2 separate regions of the Zea mays genome follow, and region 2 is linked to region 1. The links are chromatin contacts, called in public Hi-C maps. All regions are on one chromosome and are shown on one strand. Each heading gives the region's core, a stretch centred on a gene start, on an enhancer-like site or on the middle of the called end of the contact. The rest is flanking DNA. Distances are from core to core; before and after follow the strand shown.

What was found. A called contact is a pair of places that touch in the nucleus more often than the background predicts.
Region 2: a contact with region 1 is called in a Hi-C map of tassel, with 2.8 times the contacts expected there. The contact joins the promoter of LOC100284561 here to the promoter of LOC103629953 in region 1. A contact is called at or near these places in 2 of 25 Hi-C or Micro-C datasets (ear and tassel).

Annotation. Positions count from the first base shown.
Region 1 is chr6:125,775,595-125,781,467 of Zm-B73-REFERENCE-NAM-5.0, reverse strand. LOC103629953 reads left to right here and starts at 3,972. Exons shown (of 9, transcript XM_008651051.2): 1 at 3,972-4,154; 2 at 4,258-4,427; 3 at 4,515-4,577; 4 at 4,715-4,734; 5 at 4,854-4,898; 6 at 5,325-5,392. The coding sequence starts at 4,070.
Region 2 is chr6:126,423,608-126,429,423 of Zm-B73-REFERENCE-NAM-5.0, reverse strand. It overlaps LOC100284561 (mitochondrion protein), which reads right to left and starts at 1,967. Exons shown (of 11, transcript NM_001157456.2): 1 at 1,821-1,967; 2 at 1,653-1,711; 3 at 1,360-1,444; 4 at 822-969. The coding sequence starts at 1,915.

The sequences.
Region 1 (5,873 bases), core at 2,723-5,222:
AACGTTCACGGACAAGGAGCACAAGTAGTGGTTATGAAGTACTACGTTCACGAATATTCGTCATCCGCTAATTTATTTTTAAAACTAAACCGTGACAAATAAAAAAAGAACGGAGAAAATAGCATGATCACATAGCACTTTCCTTGTAGTCTTAACAAACAACTACTCTCTCCATTATTTTTTATTTATCACGGTTTAGTTCGATAAAAAATAGCGGACGGTCAATATTCGAGAACTCTCACATTGCCAAAATTCCTCAAAATATCTGTATTACATAATTAAGTGTGTTTCATCAAGTGTATAATAAAAGACAGGCGAAAACTATTTTAGACGTACGATACTGGTTGAACGAAGCTATCCGTAAGCCGAAGCTAAGAGGAGAGATGCGCACAAACAACGAAAATGCCGATCTTTCGATTAAGGCAAGAACTGATGTAGCTAAGGTCTACGAAGCGTCGTCAAAGCAAGAACTGAAAATATATATATCCCGATCGATAACTACAGAATGGCATGCATGCTGGCTTGCTGAGTGCGGATCGGCCGGAGCTGAGTCGAACCTGTCCGACGGGATGCATTCATGCATGTGGCGCGCGCGACGTCGTGATCTTAATAATAATCGTCATGCATGCTGTGTCGTCGTAAGCTAGGGCCGGCTAATCATGCACAGTATGGAAGCATGTTTAATAAAATTGGATGACGGCAACCTGCAGATCGTCGTCATCAACGCTTGGTCGCTTCCTTTTGGTAAATCCGTAGTACGTATGATATATACTCATATAACCGCGTAAGATTTGCATGGCGTTGATGAAGAGCTTCGAATTAAAGACAGCGTCAGGTTCTTGCATCGTAGGCAATTAGCCATTTTGGACAACTATTTGTCAGTCATTTTGGAAAGAAGGGCAATTATTACGTAACATATCCATTTTGGAGATGTTTAAATGGGCCGTGCCCATCGAGCGGCATGTGGAACGACACATTTTTACCCGTCACGAGCACGGCTTGATCCGGTAGTTGATGGGTTCGAGTCGGCACAACTCATTATTCGTGTCGTGTTTGGACCGCTGTCGTGGCACGCCGTGCGGGCCTAAGCATGGCCCACTAATTTTTTTATTTATTTTCCAGCGCATTTTGTGTATACTAGAAACAACTTTAATAGTGTAGAGATAAAGTAGATTTGATTTACTTGGCTAGAGGGGTGTGCATGACTCTTTATAGCCTCCAATCAGTTTCGAGCCATTGCGAAGCTTGTTTTTATGTCTTTTTTGCTTATTTTTTTCCACCTCAGTCAAAGCATGACAGGCTGCAGGCCGGCTCAGCACAACGTCGCTATATGACTATATCTATGTCGTGCTTGGGTCTGATATTCAGCACGGTGGCTCATCCCCGCATGACCCGTCAACATAACAGTCTTAAACGTGTCGGGCCAAAGATGGGCCCGTATCAGGCTGAAACGTGTCCACCCGTTTGGATATATATTAGTGCCGCTGACAATAAGACATGGCATAGATATCTGATCACCATGACACCACTGTTTTAATTCGTGTCGGCTTCCATTGTTTATATATTGTTTTTGTCTATATAAATTGCAGTCGCTGCAGCAGTTCAAACACATAGCTGGAAAAAAGTAATTAATCATATAAGTACGCCAACGCCGACAGGTTTTTGATTTCTTTTTCCAAATTGATTAAAACGAGAAGAGAGGAACGTTTTCATGGGAGTCGACGCTGACTCCCATGAAAGCGCTGTTCCACCTCCATCCACGGCAGCCTGGCTGGCGTCTGGCGCCACCTTCCACGAACCGAGAAGCGTCGGTCGGCGGCCCGTACTAATGACAATAAATATATTATGTTTTTCTTTTTCGCAAAAAAACGTATTAGGTTTAAAGTAAAAAAACTAGAAAAATATTAAAGTATTTTGCAGCAAAAAATACATAGAGACCAAAGTACTGTACTTATTCTACTCCAACGGTACTTGCTAGTTTAAACCGTAACTATGTAGGTGTGCTATCTTTCTTTGATCGTTCGCCGGTGCTTGGCGGTAGATGAGCAGGTGACTGTGAGTGACAGGTGAGCAATAGCTTTCTCCGACCAGAAGCGTCAGTGCGAGTCAGGCGCCGCCGACTTCCTTCCTGTTTTGTTTGCCTCGTGACACGCACGTACGACTCCCTTCCTGTCCATTAGCTACCGATGATTCGGGCGTGTTTGGTTTACGGTAGATTTTAAGAATCTGATTTTAAGAATATATTATGGATCCAAACAGAGTTTATTCTGTGCCTTAGATTCTGCGCTCATAGAAACAAAATCTGTAGAATCAAGCCATAGTTGGGTTTTCTTGGGTAACGTGAACATGCAGATTTTAAAAATCTGCGGAAACCAAACGCGGCCGAAGATTCATCACGGGATAGATGGTGGTGGGTATGAAAGTCTTCGCCAAGAGTGGCCGGTAGTTTGTTGTATAAAATACTATTTTATATTATATATGATGTTGTTTATAGATTGGAGATTAGATATATAGCTCGAGGACCGGCTAAACCTTCGTGCCGTTTTTATCTTCTTCTTCTCCTCATTGTTTATATTCTCACCAAAACGTTCACCACTTTATGCTAGATTATGATTTTCTTCTATCGATGAAAAAATCATTGCTCTTGGAAATATCTTTTTCCGTACATGTAAATTGCATCATGATTTTTTTATTTCACATATTGTATAATTCAAAATATTAATGAGCTTATAGCTCCTAAAAACTATATATATATACACATATATATATATATATATATATATATATATATATATATATATATTCAAATTGTACAAACTACAAACCTCGACTACACCTAAATTTATCGCATTTATGCTAGTTGCATCCCATGTTTTAAAATAGGTTAGGACACTGTTTTGAATATTTTACATTTTTTCTATTTTTTTATATTATCTTATAGCTAAATCTAATATTTGGAAGCTTCTAAACATATTTTCACAATCTCTAAATGTGCGTTGCGTTCACGATGTTTCACATCATAGTTTTATCATGAGGGACATCAAGACATTTTAGGTAACATTTGGTTCTAAAGTATGGTGGAGACGGAGTCGCCCCGCTCCCAATTTATTTTTGTTTAGATCGATTCTCTGAAGGGCGGAGTGAACCTAAAAATAGGAAAATTACGCTCAGATATAAGACTATTTGGCTCCCCAAAATCTCTCGGACAAAAACCGCTCCCTGAGACATAGTTGTTCCATCCTATGTGGCTCCGTAACCGAACACTATCTTAATACTCTCTTCGTTCCAAATGAAAAGTAGCTTTGGCTTTTTTTTATAGACACATAACTTTTATAGCATATTTATACATAGCAATCGTAGTTTTATTATGAGAAGCATTACAACATTTAATACTCTTTTTAGTTCTAAATTGGAAATAGTTTTGGTTTTCCAAGTTACATATTTTTTATAACATATTTGTACATAGTATATATTTATGTGTATAAAACACGACATACTAAAATGTCAGAGCGGTTTACAATTTGAAATATAGGTGTAAGTGTTTAGATTTTTTTTCTTCCAATTTTTAGATATTTTTATATTTGTATGAAACCATCTATGAATTTGTTTCTAACCGGGAATGCGTAACTTATAAATCATTTTAAGATCTGAAGATGGACAATTTATATCTAAATTTATGTAGAGTTTGAGGATAAAATCTAGACTCGGTGGTTATTTAGAGGCAAAAACCGCTCAAAGGAAGACTCGGTTTGGGCCGAAGCTCAAAATTATCCTCGCTCGCCTACCTCTCAAACTGTTACTGGGTTGCAGGTCGAAGGGGCCTCCCTGTCGTATATTTTTACAGCCCGTGTTGGGCTGCCAAATGTCTTCATTCGTCCTGAGGGTCATGCATGTCGAAGACTTGAGGCCCATCTAAACTGTTTAAAACCCCTCTGAAGCGTCAATTGTCCGAGAGCCCATTCCTTCTTCGACCATCTCTGATCTCCTCTCCCGGCGGGAAAAGAAAAAACAAACCTCCCTTCTGAGCTGAGCCTCTCCAGAAGCTCCAGAAGAGCCTTCCACGGAGCCGATGGCTGCAGCGGCGTCAGGCGGCGACACCCCGAAGCAGCTCCTCTCCATCATCCGCGACTTCGCCTACGAGAAATCGCACGGCGGTAAGCACCCAACTTCTCCCGCGCCGAGCGCGGAGGCACTAGGTTTTTCGCGCGTCTGCGGTTGATCGGACGCTCCGCCGTCTCCCGCTTGGCGTGCGCGCAGAGCGCAGGGTGTCCGACCTCAGGCGGCGCCTCGCTGATGCGCGCGCCGCGGCAGACGTGGCCGCGGCGGAGCTCGACGCCGCGAAGCGCGCGCGGGAGGCTGCGGAGCAGGAGTTTCGCGGGAGCCAAGTGCAAGACGCGATCGCCGCCGACTCCATCCTTGCGCTAGAGGTTTCTCCTCGTCTCGCCTTTAAATTGACGAATTGTCACGCTTGCTATGCCCAATTTTCGTGACCCGAACTACTTTGGTGCGTTTAGGCGACGATCTCGTGTCTCCATGAGGAGATCTCGAAGGCCAGCACTGATCTGGACGCGCTCAAAGTTAGAGCATCATAATTCGCAGCGAATTTATTTGGGTCCTTTGTTACTTTAGTATTAAATTAACTTATTCTCATTCTGGTTTGTGGTTCGAATTGGAATGGATCGGCTGTTGGTGCTTGACGAATTTGCTCCAAAAGAGCAAGGAAGACAGTGAGAGGTGAGTAATATGAACTATCTAATGCCTTGTTGCTCTACAAAATATCCCATATGTATTGTCCTGTACTAAATATTGTTTCTCTCTGCTGGTCATGGTTATACTTTCCCTCACTGCTGCAGAGAAGACTTCATTAGCAAGATGTATGAGATGAACGCAAAGATAAGGTATGAAATGACTTCTTTTGTTGTTTGATGCAATCATAAAACAAACTATAACTGATGTTGCATCTATGTTTTTCGGCTTTGCCTATAGTGGTGTTGGCAGAATGGCAGTAACTACCTCTGTATAATAAGGATATGATGTATTGTTTGGATATTCTCAAAATACTTGAGACAAGGGAGCACAGTGGTGAAATTTTTTATATGGGACGTGTATCAGAGGTGTTCGCAAGAGTCATGACATTGCACTAAGAGGGCACTTTAAGATTCTTATTACATTCTGCTTTTACTTTTTAAATTTTTCATCAATTTAGATTTGCTTGCTGGCTAAAACTTGTTTTGTAAGTTTCAATTTTGTTACTATCATGCTATCTATCGAAAGGTAATACTGTCTTGTTCATTATCTAGAGAAATAATATTCATCTTCTGCAGGCAATTTCAACAGATGGTATCTCTAGAATTAGCAGAGTACAATCATTGTGAGCTGCCATCTACAGATGGTATGTAATGAAAATCAGAATGGAACATATCAATTTCTGTTCCTGAATGGTGGAAGGGGTTCCATTTAATATATGTTTCTCTAGTCATTTCTTGTTTATTGCTTCTTCATAGGTTTTCTTTCCTTTTTACCCATAAATTTGCGATATTAAATTATGTTATGTTGTTGAAGCTGATTCTGTCTGTTATGATTTGGAGTTTTTGTGCATTGCCAGGTGACAGCTGATAATTGTTCATTTATTACCAAATGCAAATTCTGTCTGTTATGATAATTGTTCATTTATTACCATAACAGAGAGGAACTTCAAGATAGCCCAGTTTGGTGTTGTCTTTGTACTTATGAATATAATTTGTGTTGTTAAACTTTGTAAGTCCTTTTTTGTCTGTGTCCATTTCTCATCTTGTTTCTGAAGTGTCTTTCATAGTTAGCCTAAACATCCTTTGACCTCTCTGGTAGTCAAATGTACTGAAGCTCGATATGTT
Region 2 (5,816 bases), core at 718-3,217, 650 kb before region 1:
TCTCTTCAGATAAGTTTAGAATACTTTGTTCAGATGGCACTTCAACCATTGAGGACATGAGATGAGAATCTGTTTTGAGTTAGACTGTACAACATATTCTAACTTCGTGTATTTTTGCTAGACAGTTTTGGTACAGCATCCTGCAACCTCTAGATTGGTCGACCTTGGTGCCTAGCAGTAGGTCCAGATCCTTTTAGATTGGTGGCGTAAATCCTCGAAGAAAGTCCAGAAACAGCAGAAGAAAGGTCTGAATTCTCTGATCATTCTAGGAACTTAGGTCCTGTAGAAGCATCGTAATGCTTGTGTCTTTGATTGAGCTGCCCCTTCCATTCAAATTGTTGTGCAGGAGGTCAAGAATGAGATCCCTTTATGGCAACTAGCTGGGTCTAAAGGGCTGACTGCCCTGAACCTAGGCAGATTGTTGGTCTAGCTGGATTTCTAGTAGGGTCTGGTCCTCCCTGCCTGTAAGATGTAATTTTTATTTTTAAGTTTCTACATCCCTCACTATAATCCAAGATGAGAAGATGTTTTCTTATTGTTTCTTTTATTTCTCTTATTATACAGATACACAACTCTCTTGCATGTTCGAGGAAAAAAATATATGATTGGCATAGAATATGAATCTTAGTCAAAAAGAAGTTTTTTTTCTCAGTGCTAGTTAAATCCTTCAAAACCGAACAAGATTTTTTGTTGCTAGACCATGAGCTATGTTTAGCTAGACACATTTCTAACTACGTAGAGAACAAAAAGAAAATCTAAGCACATCCAAGTTTTCATAACTATACAATGTATCCAACTCTGAAACACAATGAAATCCACACCTGATCAAAATCCACAAGAAGCAACCTGCCAACACCAGATCTCAGGAGCATTGATGCTGCATGACTGCCAACCCCTCCAAGACCAATAACCACAACATAGGATTCAGTCACTTTCTTCTGAGAGTCCATGCCAAAAAATTGTATATTCCTACATTACAATAGTAACAGATTTTGGTAATCAGAAACACAGCATGAAAACAGAAATATCCTGAGCATATTCGGCTCAAGGTACTCAGCGCATTAGAGAATGTGGCAAACGTTTAGTTTGTAGTGAAAATCAAGAACTTAACTGCTAATAGTAAGCTATGCATTCCACTTTGTACACAGGAATATAGAATCAAATGGTGAAAAGCATAATTGATTGATAGCAGCAACAAGTAGCATATGAAGCAACAAAATGTGGAATTATCTGGTTGCAGAGTGTAAGTATGAAACGGCAACTAACTAGGTCAATCAAACAGACAGCAATAGACGGTTTATAGCTAGGGACTCTCTCCGTAGAGAACTTCACTAAGGAAAGAAACCAATGAGTGCAAACCTTGTAAGCTGTTCAGAGACCACTTCATCAGAGAGAAGAGCCGAGCTACCAAGAGAGCCCAGGTGCTTGCTGGACCGAGTGTTCCCTGATTGAAGAAGCAAACAGTTGAAGATACCAGAACTTTGGAATGCACAACCAAAGATCGGCAACAACCAGCGATTTCCACAACAGAAACACAAGGCATGTATTAAATTGCAAATTTGCGGTCATTTTCCCAAGACGACAGGATCCACACACAATTATCGATCCTACTGCTTAACTCACAACAGGAGGCAACTGCACTGCACGCGTACCAGTCGTCATTCCATTGGACTCCAGCAGGTCCCGCGCGTACCTCTCTCTCCGCTTGGATCTGCGACATCGAAAAACGAAGCAAAGCGTCAGCAGAACGCTCTGTGGCGTCCAGGTCCAGGCCCAGCTTGGGCGTGGGGGACAGGGCAGGAAGAAGTTGGGCCGGTTACCTCGAGAGAAGATCGATGACAGCGGCGGCAGAGAGCGCGCCGACGGCGGCGCCGGCGCCTGCTGCGAGGAGCCATTCCTTCGCCCGCTCCCCCATCTCCGGCTGCCGCTGCCGCTAAAACCCTTGGAAGTTGGAACGAATCGGCTCGAACAAACTTGTTGAGAGGCTGTCGGCGCGGCCCCGGCCCGCAACAATCTTGCTGACTCTGACTACCCTCGTAGAGAGTCGGACATGGGCTGGTGGTGAGCTGATGGGCCTCGTCAAGAAGTTGAGTATGGGCTCTATGTAACTATGCATCTCGGCCTTGGCACCATGACTAGAGTACCAGTACACAGCTGAGCCTGAGCGTCTACGCCTAGCTGGTTAAGTTAATCCATGCCTGCCTGAATGCACGTTGAGGTAATTAATTAAAGAAATAAAGCAAACTGGACAGAGAGATTATTGTTTCCTGAATCTACTACGTACGCACTATTAATTAATCAGTTGAACAGGCATCTCAATCGCGACCGTCCGCCATCAGTACGTGGAGCTAATGGTGCTGCTAGCCAGGCCAGCATGCATGGCGCACGCACGCTTTTGCCGACGTGGCGCCACTAGCGAAGTGGTTAATTAGGCTGGAGGCCACAACAAACAGCAATGTGTTTGTGCTTAATTGGGTATATATATTTCGTCTCCAATATAATTAAACCGGCCGGGCACCTAAAAGCCGAGCAGCTAGCGTTTCTGAAAAATATGCCACATCTCGCGCTTTATAGAACACGAGGCTGCTGAATAGTAGTACGTGCAGATGCATGGTGAGAACAATAGGATGGGACAAGACAGTCATATGCACGGCGGTGGTGGAGCTAGCTGCACTGGCCGGCCGGGAACCGCTCGCTAATGGGATTCCAGCTCCCAGGTTGTACTGCTTGCTTCGCTTTTATTTATTTTCTAATTAGCCATGTTTTTTCTTCCTCTTCCTCTTTTTTTTCCTTACTTAGGCTTGATTTGGTTTGATTCCGGGTGATTATAGGTGTGGCTCTAATCCAAATCGTTGAGTGGGTAAAAAGCTCTGGTTTCATTCTGGAATAATCTGGTTTTATTACGGAATAGATCTATCCGAACAACTATTTTAGATTGGTTCTGATTTAAATCCAGATCAAATAATTCCGGGTGGAACAGGCCATGTTCTATGTCGTTCCTGCGAAGCCGAACGAGGCCTTAGAGCATCTTCAAAAGACTCTTTATTTTTTACTCTCTATTTGAGTTTTTATTTGTCTCTCCATAAATATTAAACTCTATATATAACATCTCATTCCAACAAACTCTCCAAAATATAATTTAGCTTGATTAGCGAGAGTTGCTAGACAAATTTGGCTAGTGATGGAGTTAATTTAGAGAGTCAGATAGCTTAGCAAGTTAAATGGCTACTCTGTTGGAGAGCTATTATGCTATTAATTAGCTAAAATTTAGCTTGACAAGCTATTTAGCTAGTCTCTTGGAGATGCTCTTATTACTTAAAAGATAGCTAGATAGTCGTCCATGCATGTTCGAGTTCTTAATTCCCACTTCAAATCCGGGCGCCGATCGATGTTCTCGAAACAAATTTGGATGACTCCTGCTAGGTCTTGGACTCGGACCACCCACCCACTAGCAGTTTGTAGCACCCGCTGGGCAAGCGCTTTTAATTTGTCAATCAATGTTGCTTTAGAGGATGTTTGTTTGAGATTATAATATATTCGGGTTATATAATCCAATAGATTTTGAACTAACATAGATCCGTCAAGTGCTTCAATGCAATGCAAGCGGCGGCCAGCGGGAAGGGAGAGGCCTAGTTTCTGAACTTTCTCAGAGCTGCATGTATGCAGCCATTTCCGGACGACCAGAGTTGGCATCAAACTGGACATCCGATCCTCCGTAGCAAATTGACCCGTCATCTATGCCCACTAGCTAGCTTGCACAGTTTCATCATCGTGTTTGAAGACTAACTATGCGATGCGAAAGTTAGTATAGTTATTTTACGCCAAAAATTAATCAGGAACCAAATATATATATATATATATATATATATATATATATATATATATATATATATATATATATATATATATATATATATAAGCATTTAGCTGTCACAGAATATTCAGTGGCGAAACAAAAAGTGGCCAAAAGGAGTTCCCATTCGATGTTTAAATTTCAGGTACAAAAAGTGGCCAAAAGCTGAACGATATGCATGCGTCCTGAAAGGATTCCTGCTCTTCAAGCACATGCACATATATATGTAATTCATATTCCTGTCTAAAGGTGGCCTGAATTTGTTATACCTGACCCATTATTGTTGTTCTTTTCCCTTTAAATAAATTTCGTCCAAAAGTAAAAAAAAAACAGAAAGTGGTGGATATATATATAGTCCAAAAAGGCACGTACGATACTCTGTCTGGTCTCAGCACTAACTCAACCATGTTCTGTCCATTTTGGCCAGTGCCGTACTGTCGATCATATTTAATTAGTCACTTGGAGACGTGAGCCGATGGCACTTGTGAATTGTGATCAACCAGCTCCAAGGAAAATAGAGTCCAGCAGGTAGCCGACGATGACACATGATATATACAGGACGACGATGGCCATGCATGTTCAATATCCGAATTTTCTCGATTCGGTGTATACAAGATATGATGCGACAAGTTAAAGTTGATGTAACGACGCGGGTTACTCACGGATAGCACAGTGACTTTTGCATTGTGTTGTTAGCTACTCCCTCCGTTTCTTTTTATTTGTCGCTGGATAGTGTAAAATTGCACTAACCAGCGACAAATAAAAAGAAACGGAGGGAGTACTTATATTTTGCAAAATCATATAATATAGCCATCATCAGCGCCGGGAAAAAAATGTATCGGTATATAGTCTTTCTTTTATTCTAAATTGTAAGATGTATTAGTTTTTCTTTATGATATATCGTCTTTCTTTTATTCTAAATTATAAGATGTATTAGTTTCTGTATGATATATAGTATTTCTTTTATTCTAAATTATAACAAACCCATAAAGGCATAAACTATTCTTAAGAAGGCACATAGACACTCACCATCAATTTTTGAAAGATCATGAAGCCAAATAATAATGAGATTACACGGCCGCCTGAAACTGGCATGCATGCATGTATGGGCGAGTGCCTGCAAGCTCATCGTCATCATCTAGCCTAGCCAAGCGTCGGCTTACTCCATCGCCTGGAGTTTTCTATACCCACCTGCATTGTGGCACGGCGTCGTCAAGGTCAGCATCAGCACCGCGCAAGTTGGCCTCCGATCCGTGCCGCCACACCGTGGAGCTGGGAGCTGCTGCGCTCCTATCTATCTATCTATCTAGTATCATTAAAACTCTGGTTTATCTGTTCTCTTGTGCATCCACGCCATCGCCGTTAGATCATGAACTCCTGTGCGTCTCCATGTGTAGCCTCTTTAGCATGTCTTTATCAACGTTTTCTAAATTTTATCCTCTAAAAATATTCATTTTTCTTTACGGCACACTCTAATCCTCTATATATTTCTTATCTCTAGCAGCATCCTCTAAATTTCATTCTCTACACTTTTTTCTTCCATATTTTAAAAAAAATCAAAACTGTATTTTCTCAAAAAAATGAGACCTTTACAAATTCAAATTAATTTGTTATTTGTATTAATAAATACCTTTTACAACGGCCGCGTTCAGATCGTTGGGAATTTCCCTTTTTTTCCATACTTGTGCCTGTCGTGTCCACGTGAAGACCAGAGCAGCGTCGCCGCGATCTCCTCTGCGTTGCGGCAGCCAACCACTTGAACGCCGCCACATCTGAGCTTCTCCGTGCTCGTGGTGCTCGTCCCTGACCGAGCTTCTTCACTCCGCCGCATCTGACCTTCTCCACACCGCCTGCCAATGACGCCGTCACCGCCTGCCCCAACCTCCACCATGTCCGGGAGCTTCAGCTACAGGACGGTCACGCCCGTTGCCGACGACGCTCTCATCATAGCTATCTAAGCGCG